Regions from separate parts of the Zea mays genome. Here regions 2, 3 and 4 are each linked to region 1. A link is a contact called in public Hi-C and HiChIP or PLAC-seq data. All regions are on one chromosome and are shown on one strand. The core of a region is the stretch at or near the end of the contact, and the rest is flanking DNA. Distances in the headings are between cores, read along the strand shown. Region 1 holds the start of LOC103643126 (WAS/WASL-interacting protein family member 2). Region 2 holds the start of LOC100282567 (eukaryotic translation initiation factor 6). Region 3 holds the start of LOC103643128. Region 4 holds the start of LOC103643124 (NC domain-containing protein-related).

Region 1 (2,891 bases), core at 151-2,650:
GAGTTCGTCGTCTTCCGGGGCTGAGCCCAAGTCCGAGCCCTGGGGTCGGGCGGAGCGGAGTTCGTCGTCTTCCGGGGCTGGGCTCGAGTCCGAGCCCTGGGGTCAAGCGAAGCGGAGTTCGTCGTCTTCCGGGGCTGAGCCCGAGTCCGAGCCCTGGGGTCGGGCGAAGCGAAGTTTCCCATGGCGCCTAGGGCCGGACTTGGCTGCTGTCAGCCTCACTCTGTCGAGTGGCTCAGCAGTCGGTGCGGCGCAGGCGGCGCTGTCCCCTTGTCAGACCGGTCAGTGGAGCGGCGAAGTGACTGCGGTCACTTCGGCTCTGTCGACTGGAGGGCGTGCGTCAGGATAAAGGTGTCAGGCCACCTTTGCATTAAATGCCCCTGCGATTTGGTCGGTTGGCGTGGCGATTTGGCCTAGGTTGCTTCTTGGTGAAGACTGGGCCTCGAGCGAGCCGAAGGTGTGTTCGTTGCTAGAGGGGGGCCTCAGGCGAGACGTAGATCCTCCGGGGTCGGCCGCCCATGCCCGAGGCTGGGCTCGGACGAGGCGTGATCGCGTCCCTCGAATGGACCGATCCTTGACTTAGTCGCACCCATCAGGCCTTTGCAGCTTTGTGCTGATGGGGGTTACCAGCTGAGATTTAGGAGTCTTGAGGGTACCCTAATTATGGTCCCCGACACATAGTTTGAGGCCTCAGAGTTGAAGTCGAAGCTATTGAAGTTTGCAGCAGCCCTCTGAAGATGAGCTCCAGGGACACCCATGGAGCGGCTAGCTTGGGGGGATAACTCCCAGAATGCTTGTTTGACCGGTAGGTTGGAAGTGTCGACGGAGTCTTCGTCCTCACCAGTGGCAGCAAAGAACTCCATTGGGAGCGGAAGATTTGACAGGGAGCGATGGATTTGAGCAGGGAGCGGTTTGGGGGAAGCGAAGGGAGGGAAGCACAGGAAGGGAAGAGGTCGGGCGAGCTCTCGTGAAGTCGGAAATTGGATTTGAAGACCGGCCGGCGAGGCGCGAGAACCACCTGGATGTTTGGCGGAGGAGACGAGAAACATCGAGATGTGCTGCAAAGTTGAATTTTCAGGGTTATTGTCGTTTTTTCACCGTTTGTCGGACTGCAGAATCCTCTTTTAACCCACCCAACCCTAGATTGTAGATTTTGGCCCAGATTATACACTGTAGCTCTAAAAATCTGGTCCGTTTGAATGCGTATGAGATTTTTTGCATTGGATTTTCATAATCCAATAGGATCCAAACAGGGCCCAAGACCAATTATCGTCAGACACGTCCCAATCTGAGCGAGAGATGTGAAAAAAAACAACGCGGAGTCGCGGACGCTAGGGAACTACTCCGCCGCTTCAGCGCGGGACAACACCACGCCGGCGCGGACCCACCAGCATTTTCAGGCCCAGAATTTCACGCGCTGACGCGCCTGCGCCTTGCGAAACACCCGCAGGCCGCAGGCCGCAGGCCGCAGGCCACGGGGGGCCCCGCGCCGCCCGGCCGAAAGGGACGATGGGACTGCGGCTGCGGACTAGTGGAGTGCTCCTGCTCCCGCAACAAATCCCAACCCCAAGTCCCCCCAACCAAAGCAGAGGAAAGAGCCGAGGACGCGAGGGCGACGACCCGGAGGAGCACCGGACCCGAAGGCGGAGCCCCCCAAGCCAGAACCCGGCGAGGGGGTCGGTGCCGACCATGTCCTCGCCCGCGCCCTCCCCGCCCGCCGGGGCGCCGTCGGAGCCGCTCCTGCTCCCGCTCCCGCCCCCGGAGTTCTACTGCTACCAGTGCGAGGCCACGGTGTCGCTGCCCGAGCCGGCCGCGCCCTCCTCGGCCAGGCTCCTCTGCCCGCTCTGCCATAGCGACTTCATCGAGGAGAACCCTAGCACCCCGTCTCCACCACCACCTCCGCCGCCGCCGCCCCCACCGCTTTTCCTCTCCGACTCCTCCTCCTCCTCGCTCTCGGACGACCCCGACGACGACTTCGACCTTGTCATGGACCCCGACGTGGTGCGCGCCTACCTTAGCCGCTTCGCCCACCGCCACCACCTCCAGCAGATCGGCCACGGCCCCGGCCCGCACGGCCGAGGGGAGCCGCCCGCCACGGCCGCCTCCATCGCCGCGCTGCCCACGGTCGAGGTTGCTGAGCCCACCGCCGTCTGCGCCATCTGCAAGGACGACCTGCCCCTCGCCTCCGAGGCGCGGAAGCTCCCCTGCGCCCACCTCTATCACTCCTTCTGCATCGTCACCTGGCTCGGGATGCACAACTCCTGCCCCGTCTGCCGCTTCCGCATCCCCCCCGCCGACGACCCCGACCAGGCCGCACCGTCGCAGCAGGACCCGCCGCCCACGCGGATCACCATCCGCTTCAGCACCACCACACGCCGCCGCGTCCGCATCGGCAGCGATGCGCCACTGGCGTCTCATATCTCGGCGTCGCCCACGCAGCTCGCACAGGCTATTACCGGGGATGGAGCTGGTGGACCTGCCAATAGCGGCGAGACTGTGTCATCTGAGTGGCCTCCGCACCCCGAATCGGATACAGTCATGTCGGAGGCACGCGAGGGGGGTGGCTTTTTTGATTGAGCCAGAGGTTCCAATTATCAGGCAAGCCTATCGCAGCAAATCTCTCAACTTCACTCGCTAAATTTGTCTTCTATCCTTGGAGCATGAATTGAATTCCTTAGCTTCAGTAAACTAATTCGTTTTAGTGGAGTCAATGATTAGATATTCTGTGTATGTGATCATCATGTGTTGTAGGTCCTGTTACATTTTTTCCCTATATGGTTGTGTGTTGTCTGCTAGTTGATCAGGACATGCATGCTTCACTTGCTTATTTTCTTATGTTAGAATTTGAATAATCAATTGTCTAAATCTGAATTCTGCGTGCACTGCAAAATCAA
Region 2 (2,891 bases), core at 270-2,769, 250 kb after region 1:
CCTAGATCGAGAACTAGATTATCTCTTACACAGATGGATGGAGTACTCATGTTTAATAAGATTTTTCTTTATAAAGAGAGCCTTATTAAAACTCAACAGGTATAAGAGTTTTAAAAATGATCGTCTTCGCTCGCCTTCTCATTCCGCTCTGTAAATGATCCTTTGGCTCTCAAGTTCCAACTGATTGACGATGGGACGTTGGGATAAATTCCAGGAGACAACATTCTAATATAATTAATTACTCGCAATTTAAAGGACAGAGAAAACCATGCTACTTGCTTCGATGTTTATTTTTACAAAAATTAAAAACATAGAGATACAGAAAAATCTGACCACGAGAATTGCTAGACTCTAGCGTCACATGAATTGGGAGTTATTGTAAGTTTTTGGGCCAAGGTGCTAGCGTGGAGAGTGAGTAGAGACAAGCAGCGTGTGTGCTTGGCAAAATAAAAGTTTTACTTTTTCTTTTGCTTCTTAAAAGACTGAGAGGTGCAGTGGATGAAATCTCGGATCTTGACAAATGATTCGGGCCTTTTTGTGTTGCTTTTTCTTTTGCTTCTTTAAAGACTTTGAGAGGTGCGGTGAAGCTTGAGTGCAGTAGGTTTCGAAAGGCACGACTTACACGAAAAAAATGGAGAAAAAGAGAAAACAACAAAAACTGGAGATGCGGGGTATCGATCCCCGTACCTCTCGCATGCTAAGCGAGCGCTCTACCATCTGAGCTACATCCCCTTTTGTTATTATTATAAAATAGTTAATATTTGGTAATAATGAGCTAGACTAAGTTGGACCATGTTAAGAAAAATTCATTAGCCAATTACTTAGCATGTGAAAATCATGCGCACTGGTGTGAGATTTGTAAGAGGTATATAAAGTATCTATGGTCTCATGATATTAGAAAGAGGACATGAAAAATCAAAGGAGTTTATAGTGGAAAAAGGAGGCGGACACAACTGCATCGCCAAATTCATCACACCTGCATGCACAACCCTGAGTTGAGTGAGTTCCACGTCGTGCTCTGTAGCATAGCAGACCCTGTGGTGGTACTACCCGTAACATGTTGTTGGAGATGTCTAAAGTGTTGGACAACAGTGTGCCCTATGCCCCTATGTCTATAGGATCTCGAGCATCTCAACGAAGGAGACAGTCAACTAATCGCTCTACTAGAAGTCTAGTTCAGCCATGATAGTAGGCCCACCATCTTACGAGTGGGACAGATGATAAAGTTGTTGCTTACCAACATCCACGCAAGGTCATATCCCTTGATATTGAAAAGATGTCACTGACACATGGGACCTGCCTGTATCACCGAGAGCGGCAAGTATGCAATTTGCAATGGCACGATAGTAATCGACATTAATTAAAGCAAAAAAATCAATGTTTTTTTAAACAAAAGGGCTAAGAGCCCAAGACAGACGACGTAGCCCAACTGAATGCCCTCCTGCAGCCCAGCCCAACCTGTGCGATCGGGTCGGTCAAGCAACCCATTCGATCGGGTCGCCTTCAGACCTGACCTCTCAAATCAAACCGGGACCGGGTGGCCTCTTGCCCTCTTCCGTTCCGTCTCATTCTCATCCCCGACCCCCGCACCGCAGCGTAAACCCTAGTCCCCGGCGGCGACCTTGCGGCCTCCGCTGCGCTCTGACTGGTAAGCATGATCGCTCCTCCTCTCTTTCCCGCCCCGCTTCCCTAGTCCCTATTTTCTTTTCCACGCTGCAGCGTGCGTCGGTTAGGTTCTTGGGAGGTGGGGGTGTCTCGGGGATTCGTCGTGGCGTGCACCGGCGTCTGCCCCCACCCGCGCCTAGCCGCGAAGGTGAAACCCAGATCCCTGCCTCCCTGGCCGTACACGTGCCCGACCGCCTCTTCCCACCTCGGCGCCGCGGCGGCGGCGGCGCACCTTTTCCTCTGGAACCACCGAGGCACCGTGGAGTTCTTCCTCCTGGGCCTGTAGATGCGCCACCTCTAATCGTTTTTTCCCCTCGTTCGATAAGTTCTTAATCAGCTCGGCGTTTGATCTGCAGGTGCGCGTTTAGACGAGGAGCTGCGGCGGCCAAGACCAATCGACCATGGCTACCCGTATGTTTCGTTTTTATTTCCTTCGTGTCATATTTCTGGGTGCGAGTTTTGTGCCTAGATGATTCGTATGTGTTCGAGTTGGCGGTGCTCTAATCTTTGTTTTAAGGTTGTTATATGGCATGTTAGTGTCATCAACGATTCATGATTAATAGACTCAGTAGCTACCATTTCATGATTTATGCAGCGTATCAGAGGCAAGATATAAATCTTGGGTTCAAAGTTGCACTTGATTAGCTGATATTATTTTTGTATTGGCTAGTCCATGTTTTTGGTTGGAATTTAGTCTTGAATGATAGTGTTGCATCCGGTTTGCTCTATGTTTAAGCCGCTACACACCTGTGAAGGCTTGTGTGTAGTTTCTAGAATCAGTATTTTGACAATATTACAGTCATATTGCAATAGTTGCATGTGCTAGTGTAAGAATTGTTCTGTTCATTTTTTATACATGCTTTGTTCTCTTTTGTTTTTTCATCAATGAAAAAAACATAAAAGATACAGTTTTTTTATTTGTCTAAATATGGGTGGGTTAACCTTTCACCCTGCTGGTCATGGAATATGTGTTTTCAATTACTTATCTGCAACTTGTGGATGCGGACTCTTTCAGGTATCCAGTTTGAGAACAACTGTGAAATTGGTGTTTTCTCCAAGCTGACAAATGCTTACTGTCTGGTAGCGATTGGAGGGTCAGAGAACTTCTACAGGTTAGTCTTACATATTTCTTTGAGACTTGACATTTGGGTCATTGGGCTCCTTTGGTGGAAGTGGATGAAATGCTAACTCTAACAGTGTGTTCTCCTAATGTTGTCCAGTGCCTT
Region 3 (2,891 bases), core at 250-2,749, 230 kb after region 1:
CAGGTACTCGCAGTCCACCTCCGTCTGCTTCAGCTTCGTCCTGCATGGGTGCGGTGCAGAGAACAAAAGGTTAGCGGAGCCCCTGGCCGGTTGGGTCGGAGGGAGTTAGACGAGGATTAGGAGTGCGCATGCACCTGGCTCGGCGGTTCTGGAACCAGACTTCTACCTGTCGCGGCCGGAGGTTGAGCTGCTTCGCCAGCGCCGCCTTCTGCTTCTGCACGCCGCCGCCGACAAAGGTTCGTATCAACGTCACGACCAAGAAGGCAGGAACGAATAATGTAATAAGACCAGCAAGTTTCCATGGATTCTTACAGGGTTGAGGGTGCTGTGCTCCTTGAAGCTCTCCTCCAGGAACGCAGACTGCTCCTTGGAGAGGCGCAGCTTCTTGCGCGCGGACGCGCCCTCGTCCTCATCGCTGGCGCGAGACGAGGACCGCTCGCCGCCGGCCCGCGCCGCGGCGCCCTCGGCGTGGGCGCGTGGGCCTCCCAGGTCCAGCGGGAAGGAGCCCGCGCTGTCGTTGGGCGACGACGACAGTGCCGCGGCGCCCGGCTCCTCCTCGTCATCCTCCAGCGCCAGGGCGCTCCCCGCCACCGACGGCGCCCGGTTCACGTCGAAGCCGCGCGCCGGCGCCTCGTCGCGCCCTACATGACAGATGCCTGCGGGGAAAGAAGAACGGCACCGCACGGTCAGGGCACCACCCGACTGATAAACCATGAATCTAGAGCGCCGAGTATCCGAATGAACAAGAAAGAACGCGGCTCTCACCGCCGTCCGGAGGTGGCCACTGAAGGCCGAGGCTGGACACGAGGCTGAGCCGCACTGCCGACTCCGGTGTGGCCGGCGCCGCCCACCACCCAGTAGTTCCCGTCGTCCCCGCCGCCTTGCTTCCCCTGCCGGTTCCGGCGGCGTTGGATCCAATCCCGACCCCAAGCCCCAGGCCCAGCTCCGGAGCCGCCCTGCCGGCGTCCGGCACTGCCGCGTCGCCCAGGCTCAGCCCCAGCTCCATCCCAGCACCAAGAAACAACTCAACCCCGACAAGCAGCAGTAGCAGCAGCCGGCCGTAGTACAGCGAAGGGAGCGAAGGTTTATAGCGCCGGCAGATCGAGCTGCGTGCGTTGTGGAGCAGGAGCTGAGGAGAGAGCGTGGCAACGGCGTGGGAGTGGGAGAGCTCAGCCAGGCGAGTGACGGAGCAAGCTGCGAGGACCCGGGCTTGGTTTTGACCCTTGGGGACGGCGGTTTGACGAGCGCACGTGAGTGGCCCGGCAAAAGGGAGCAGGCAGGGGAGCATCGAATCATGAGGGCAGGATTAAAAAAACCGCATGGCGATGGCCGATGGCATGGCCGCATGGGAGGAGCGCTGCGCTCCGTGGGCCGTGGCCGTGCTGGTGCTGCTCTCTTTTTCGGATGGCACGGCACGGCGGACGGGCATGCAGATGCAGCACAGCACTGGTGCGCAGCGTCGCAGTCGCAGCAGTGGCGGCAGCAGCATGGGCCAGCGGCAGCAGCGGCCACTAATAATTATGTTAATCATCACCACCGTGGGCGGGGCGGGCGACGTATCTTTCCCCTTTCGTTAGTAGCGCCCACGATCTTTATCAGAAAGCTGGGAGGCGCAGATGCAGATGCCACCGTGCTCACAGCTCGGCCGGCTCCGGGCGACCTCCGGCTCCGCCCGGCCGGGGGATGTGCGTATTTCTTGGGGAGCGTATTGTTTTTGTCCCAGGTGCTGCCATGAGCAACTTGCAGCAGACCTTCCTTTTCACTATTTGTATCCTTGCTATCGGCCATTTGTCCCCGAGACAAAGCATTACCCAGAACAACCAGGATGAATCGTCCGGTACTCCCGTAGACAGACAGACGAAATGCTCTTATTAAGATTTCCTAATTGGACAACGGCAGAAGTGTGTCGTATACTGGCTTATTAGATGCAGCAAACCATGACAGACGGCTACATCTTTTCAGAACACGTGTAATTTCTTATAAAATTAAAATACACCAATGGCGTTGGCTTTGCGACCTTTAGGGTGCGTTTGGTAGGGAGCCAAATAGCATGGAACGGCTTCATTCCGGTTTCTAATAATTGAATCATTTCATTCTGTGTTTGACAAACAGAACCTTACAGTTTTTGTTTGGTTGAAGAGTATAATAGAGTGAATCCACTCCGTTTATTGTTTGGTTGGAGAGACATGTGACTATTGAGTGGATGAGAGGGATGAGAGCGCTCGCATCTGGTCGTTTTGGTGCAGCGAGAGCATCCCAAATATTTGCTATTTATAGACTCCAAGAACTGCTCTGCTCTCCTCCATAGAAACCAAACATAAAAAAATAAGAATGGAGCCATTTCATTCCCTTCGCTTCTCAACCAAACACACCCTTAGCTTCTTCGTATAAGCTAAAAGTGACTAAAAAGAATACATTTTTTTACTATTTTGATAACTTTTAGTTCTTTTTGTTTGAATTTTACTCCCTAAGTCACTTTTGTTTTAGTTCCTAAGATCCAAACAGACCCTTGTTAGGTTAGATTAAGTCATATTAATCCAATGACTATTATTGCGGAGGATATTTAATGTCTACAAAATTGAGTACCTTATCTTTCTTTTCTTCTTTTTGGTACCATTCATATGATTTGCCTTACTTTTTTTTTGGGTAGAACGTCTCATGAAATACTAGTGCGTAGAGGCCCGTTAAGTCAGGGTCGTTCCTGACTTTTGGGGCAACCATCCACATATGTATTGAAAACTTTTATTCAATGCTTAAAAGTTTATAAGATGACAAATATAAAATATAGTCATAACATTTATTTGTTACTTGATATCACACTAAAAATGTATTTTAACATTTTGTGATATAAAGTCGACGATTATACAATCAAGATTAATCTCATCCAACAA
Region 4 (2,891 bases), core at 227-2,726, 160 kb before region 1:
TCGGCGCGCGCCGTGGTGCACGTGCCCCCGCGCAGCCTGGCCAGGAACGCCGCCGCGGCCGCGCCGTACTCGAAGCGGTGCGCCGCGCCGCCGCGCAGGAAGCAGTCCAGGCAGGTCAGCACCACGCCGCTGTCGGGGAGTTGGAAGCCGCAGTCCGGGAGGGAGGCGGGACACGCGGCGCCGTCGGGCCCCTGCTGCGAGAGGAGGAGGCTGCTGGACGCGGCGACCACGGCCGAGTCCAGGCCCGCGTTGCCCGCCTCCTTCTTACGCGTGAAGTGCACCACCTTGCTGCCGCCGACGTAGATCCCTGCATGATTTGTTGCCGAATGAGAACACTATTCCGCATCCATATGCATGCCATTCTCTTCTCCCCCACACATGCCAGTGATGAAGGATCACCCCGTCTAGGAAGGACGTCCATAATGTGCGGGAGCGGGACAACAAAATGTCGGTCCCCTACAGCAGCTGCGCAGAGTGACAGGAACAGAACAGGGTGTGGAAGCTTTACTTTACGCTTGCTTGCTTCCGGATGCAGATCATCAATGGCCGGTGAAGTGAGGAGATGCAAAGGAAAAGAGCCATGCATGCGTGGTAACTCTCTCAGTCTCAGCTGGACAAATGCATGGGAGCGCAAGGACACAAAGTCGAAAAGCATGTGTCTTTGTTGGTCACCGGATCTGACGACGACCACGACGGCGTAACTAAGACGGTGGTAACGATTCTTTCGAGCAGAGTGTTCCCTGCTGTACGGATGCGGCGGAAGTGCAGAGCCAAACCCAAACCAACCGCCGCGGAATCACCCGCGAACTCGCTCGCTTCCTTTTCCTTGTTGATGTTGGGCTTCAACGACCCACCCGGAAAATGAGAATGCCGCAATTCAGCCATTCAGGCGTCCCCCCGCTGCCGGATTGAGAAGACTGAAGACCAGATGAGGAAGAGGAGGGCGGACGCGCCGTACCGTGGTGGGAGTAGGTGTAGCCGGCGCGCCAGGTGTAGATGTGGTCCCCGGGCTTCATGTCCGACAGCTCCACTCGCTGAGACAGCAGCCCCATCGTCGTCCTTCCCCTCCCTCAGGCGCGCGGTCCGGTCAGGCCTGGGTCTCCCCCGGCTTCTTCTTCTTCTTCTTCCAACAAGAGTGAGATCTTCAGCCTGCAGCCTCGCGCTACGCTGTCGCGTCACATCACATGGAGGCGGAGGGAGGGAGCCCGCCGTGACGCGACGCGACGCAACGCGAGTGCGAAGGTGGAGCGAGGATGTCGTAGTGGTCCGGTGAGTCGTCAAGCTGCATGCGGGTGGCGGGGTGGGCAGAGGAAGGAGCCGCTCTACCCGCCTTTGCTGATCTTGGTGGTTGGTATAGCGATGATCCAGATGTTAGTTTTTATCTTCTGGACCGAGGTCTCGGCATGTGGGTGCGTGGTGGATGTGCCTGCACTGCAGCAGTGCGGTGTGATCTGCCGTGCAGCGCTCGGGATTGGCGTCTGATATTCCAAGGTCATGTGTACACCATGCACTATGCCTCCTCTAGCTCTCGTATTTTAACTCAGCCGTTCCGGGAATCGTGTCTGAATGATCCTGGAAGCTGTTGCTTACTACCCCGATACCCCACTGTGGCTCTCTCTCTCTATCTCCTCAGTCCTCGCCTTTGAAAAAATAACTACACCCCATTCTTTTTTTATTTATCATGTCTTATTTAAAAGTTAACTAGACCACGATAAATATTCAAAAACCAAGGTAGTATATTATACAACTACACACCATTCTTTTTTTATTTATCATGTCTTATTCAAAAGTTAACTAGATCACGACAAATATTCGAAAACCAAGGTAGTATATTATACACTTAAAACTGTCTATGTAAACAGCGTAAGTAACTAGTTTCCTTTTGTTAATTCATCATTTTACTTATAGTTATTTTTTGATGAATATGTTTTTGTCCTCGAGTGAATTAACTTCCAAAGGTGTCTTAAGTCAGTATTTTTGAATTTATACTAGGTTTGGAAAATGCATCAGTATTTATGACAATAAATAACCACACAATATAAATATACAATATAAATGTACTCTATGTGCAGTACCGAAGCTAGAGAAAAATTGAGGATGATGCTTTTGCCTTGTGGATGCATAGGAATTTATTTTAGGGGTGCATATATGGTGACATTTTAACTAATTCTATATATTTGTGTTTTTTGGGTGCATTTGCAGCCGGTACATATAGTCTAGCTTCTAGCATTACTAAGGTTCCTATAAATCACATAGATAGATTTTGTTTTAATGAGACATGAAAATATGTGTGTTCTATTGTTTAGGTGACTGTAAATATGGAGCCAACAATCAAGGTTCGAACCCACATATGTACACAATTTAATCTTGTTTTTGCATAAAGCGGGAAGGGGAAGGGTGACCCACGACGATCGTGGGATCGTGAAAACTGGCACTTTATATAGTACATAGAAAAGATATAATAAATAAAGAAAAAATTAAATAAAGAAAGAAAATTCAAGAGAGAGTGACAGAGATGCATGAAACCACTGAATCAGGACATCGATATGGTTGTATGCACACATATGATTTATAGAGGTTCAGGCCACTATCGTAATACCCTACATCTTCAATATCCTAAGTGCGGCGTGAGTTTACACGCTCAGATGATGTCTGACCTAATGAGGGAGGAATGCCCTAGTTGTCACTTGCAATATCTATTACTGATCGAGGGAGGGAGTTCAAACTCGAACGAGGGCATTTTCCATGTGCTAGCTCCTAGTTGGTAAGGATGTGAAGTCTATAAAGCTAAAGACTCCAAGGCCAAAGTCCCCTAGGCTTAAGCTAAGTGAAATCCTTTATATGTTGCACTACATGTATCTTTTATAACACAATGGATGAGAGAGTTACAC

What was found. A called contact is a pair of places that touch in the nucleus more often than the background predicts. HiChIP or PLAC-seq counts read pairs in DNA pulled down with a chosen protein or histone mark.
Region 2: a Hi-C map of leaf shows a contact between it and region 1, with 4 times the contacts expected there. The contact joins the promoter of LOC100282567 here to the promoter of LOC103643126 in region 1. A contact is called at or near these places in 5 of 25 Hi-C or Micro-C datasets (ear, leaf and tassel).
Region 3: an H3K4me3 HiChIP or PLAC-seq map of leaf shows a contact between it and region 1, with 4 times the contacts expected there. The contact joins the promoter of LOC103643128 here to the promoter of LOC103643126 in region 1. A contact is called at or near these places in 4 of 25 Hi-C or Micro-C datasets (ear, endosperm, leaf and 1 more) and 1 of 3 datasets of contacts at active chromatin or transcription factors (leaf).
Region 4: a contact with region 1 is called in a Hi-C map of ear, with 2.7 times the contacts expected there. The contact joins the promoter of LOC103643124 here to the promoter of LOC103643126 in region 1. A contact is called at or near these places in 3 of 25 Hi-C or Micro-C datasets (bundle sheath, ear and tassel).

What each region holds. Positions count from the first base shown.
Region 1 is chr1:202,314,471-202,317,361 of Zm-B73-REFERENCE-NAM-5.0, forward strand. LOC103643126 (WAS/WASL-interacting protein family member 2) reads left to right here and starts at 1,401. Exons shown (of 2, transcript XM_008666280.4): 1 at 1,401-2,595. The coding sequence starts at 1,507. The coding sequence ends at 2,574.
Region 2 is chr1:202,568,185-202,571,075 of Zm-B73-REFERENCE-NAM-5.0, forward strand. LOC100282567 (eukaryotic translation initiation factor 6) reads left to right here and starts at 1,520. Exons shown (of 8, transcript NM_001155475.2): 1 at 1,520-1,648; 2 at 2,022-2,076; 3 at 2,681-2,777; 4 at 2,886-2,891. The coding sequence starts at 2,067. It overlaps TRNAA-AGC (transfer RNA alanine (anticodon AGC)), which reads right to left and starts at 732; the gene lies at 660-732.
Region 3 is chr1:202,542,368-202,545,258 of Zm-B73-REFERENCE-NAM-5.0, forward strand. LOC103643128 reads right to left here and starts at 1,500. Exons shown (of 4, transcript XM_008666281.4): 1 at 766-1,500; 2 at 313-656; 3 at 135-214; 4 at 1-40. The coding sequence starts at 1,288.
Region 4 is chr1:202,154,714-202,157,604 of Zm-B73-REFERENCE-NAM-5.0, forward strand. It overlaps LOC103643124 (NC domain-containing protein-related), which reads right to left and starts at 1,477. Exons shown (of 2, transcript XM_008666278.4): 1 at 959-1,477; 2 at 1-307. The coding sequence starts at 1,052.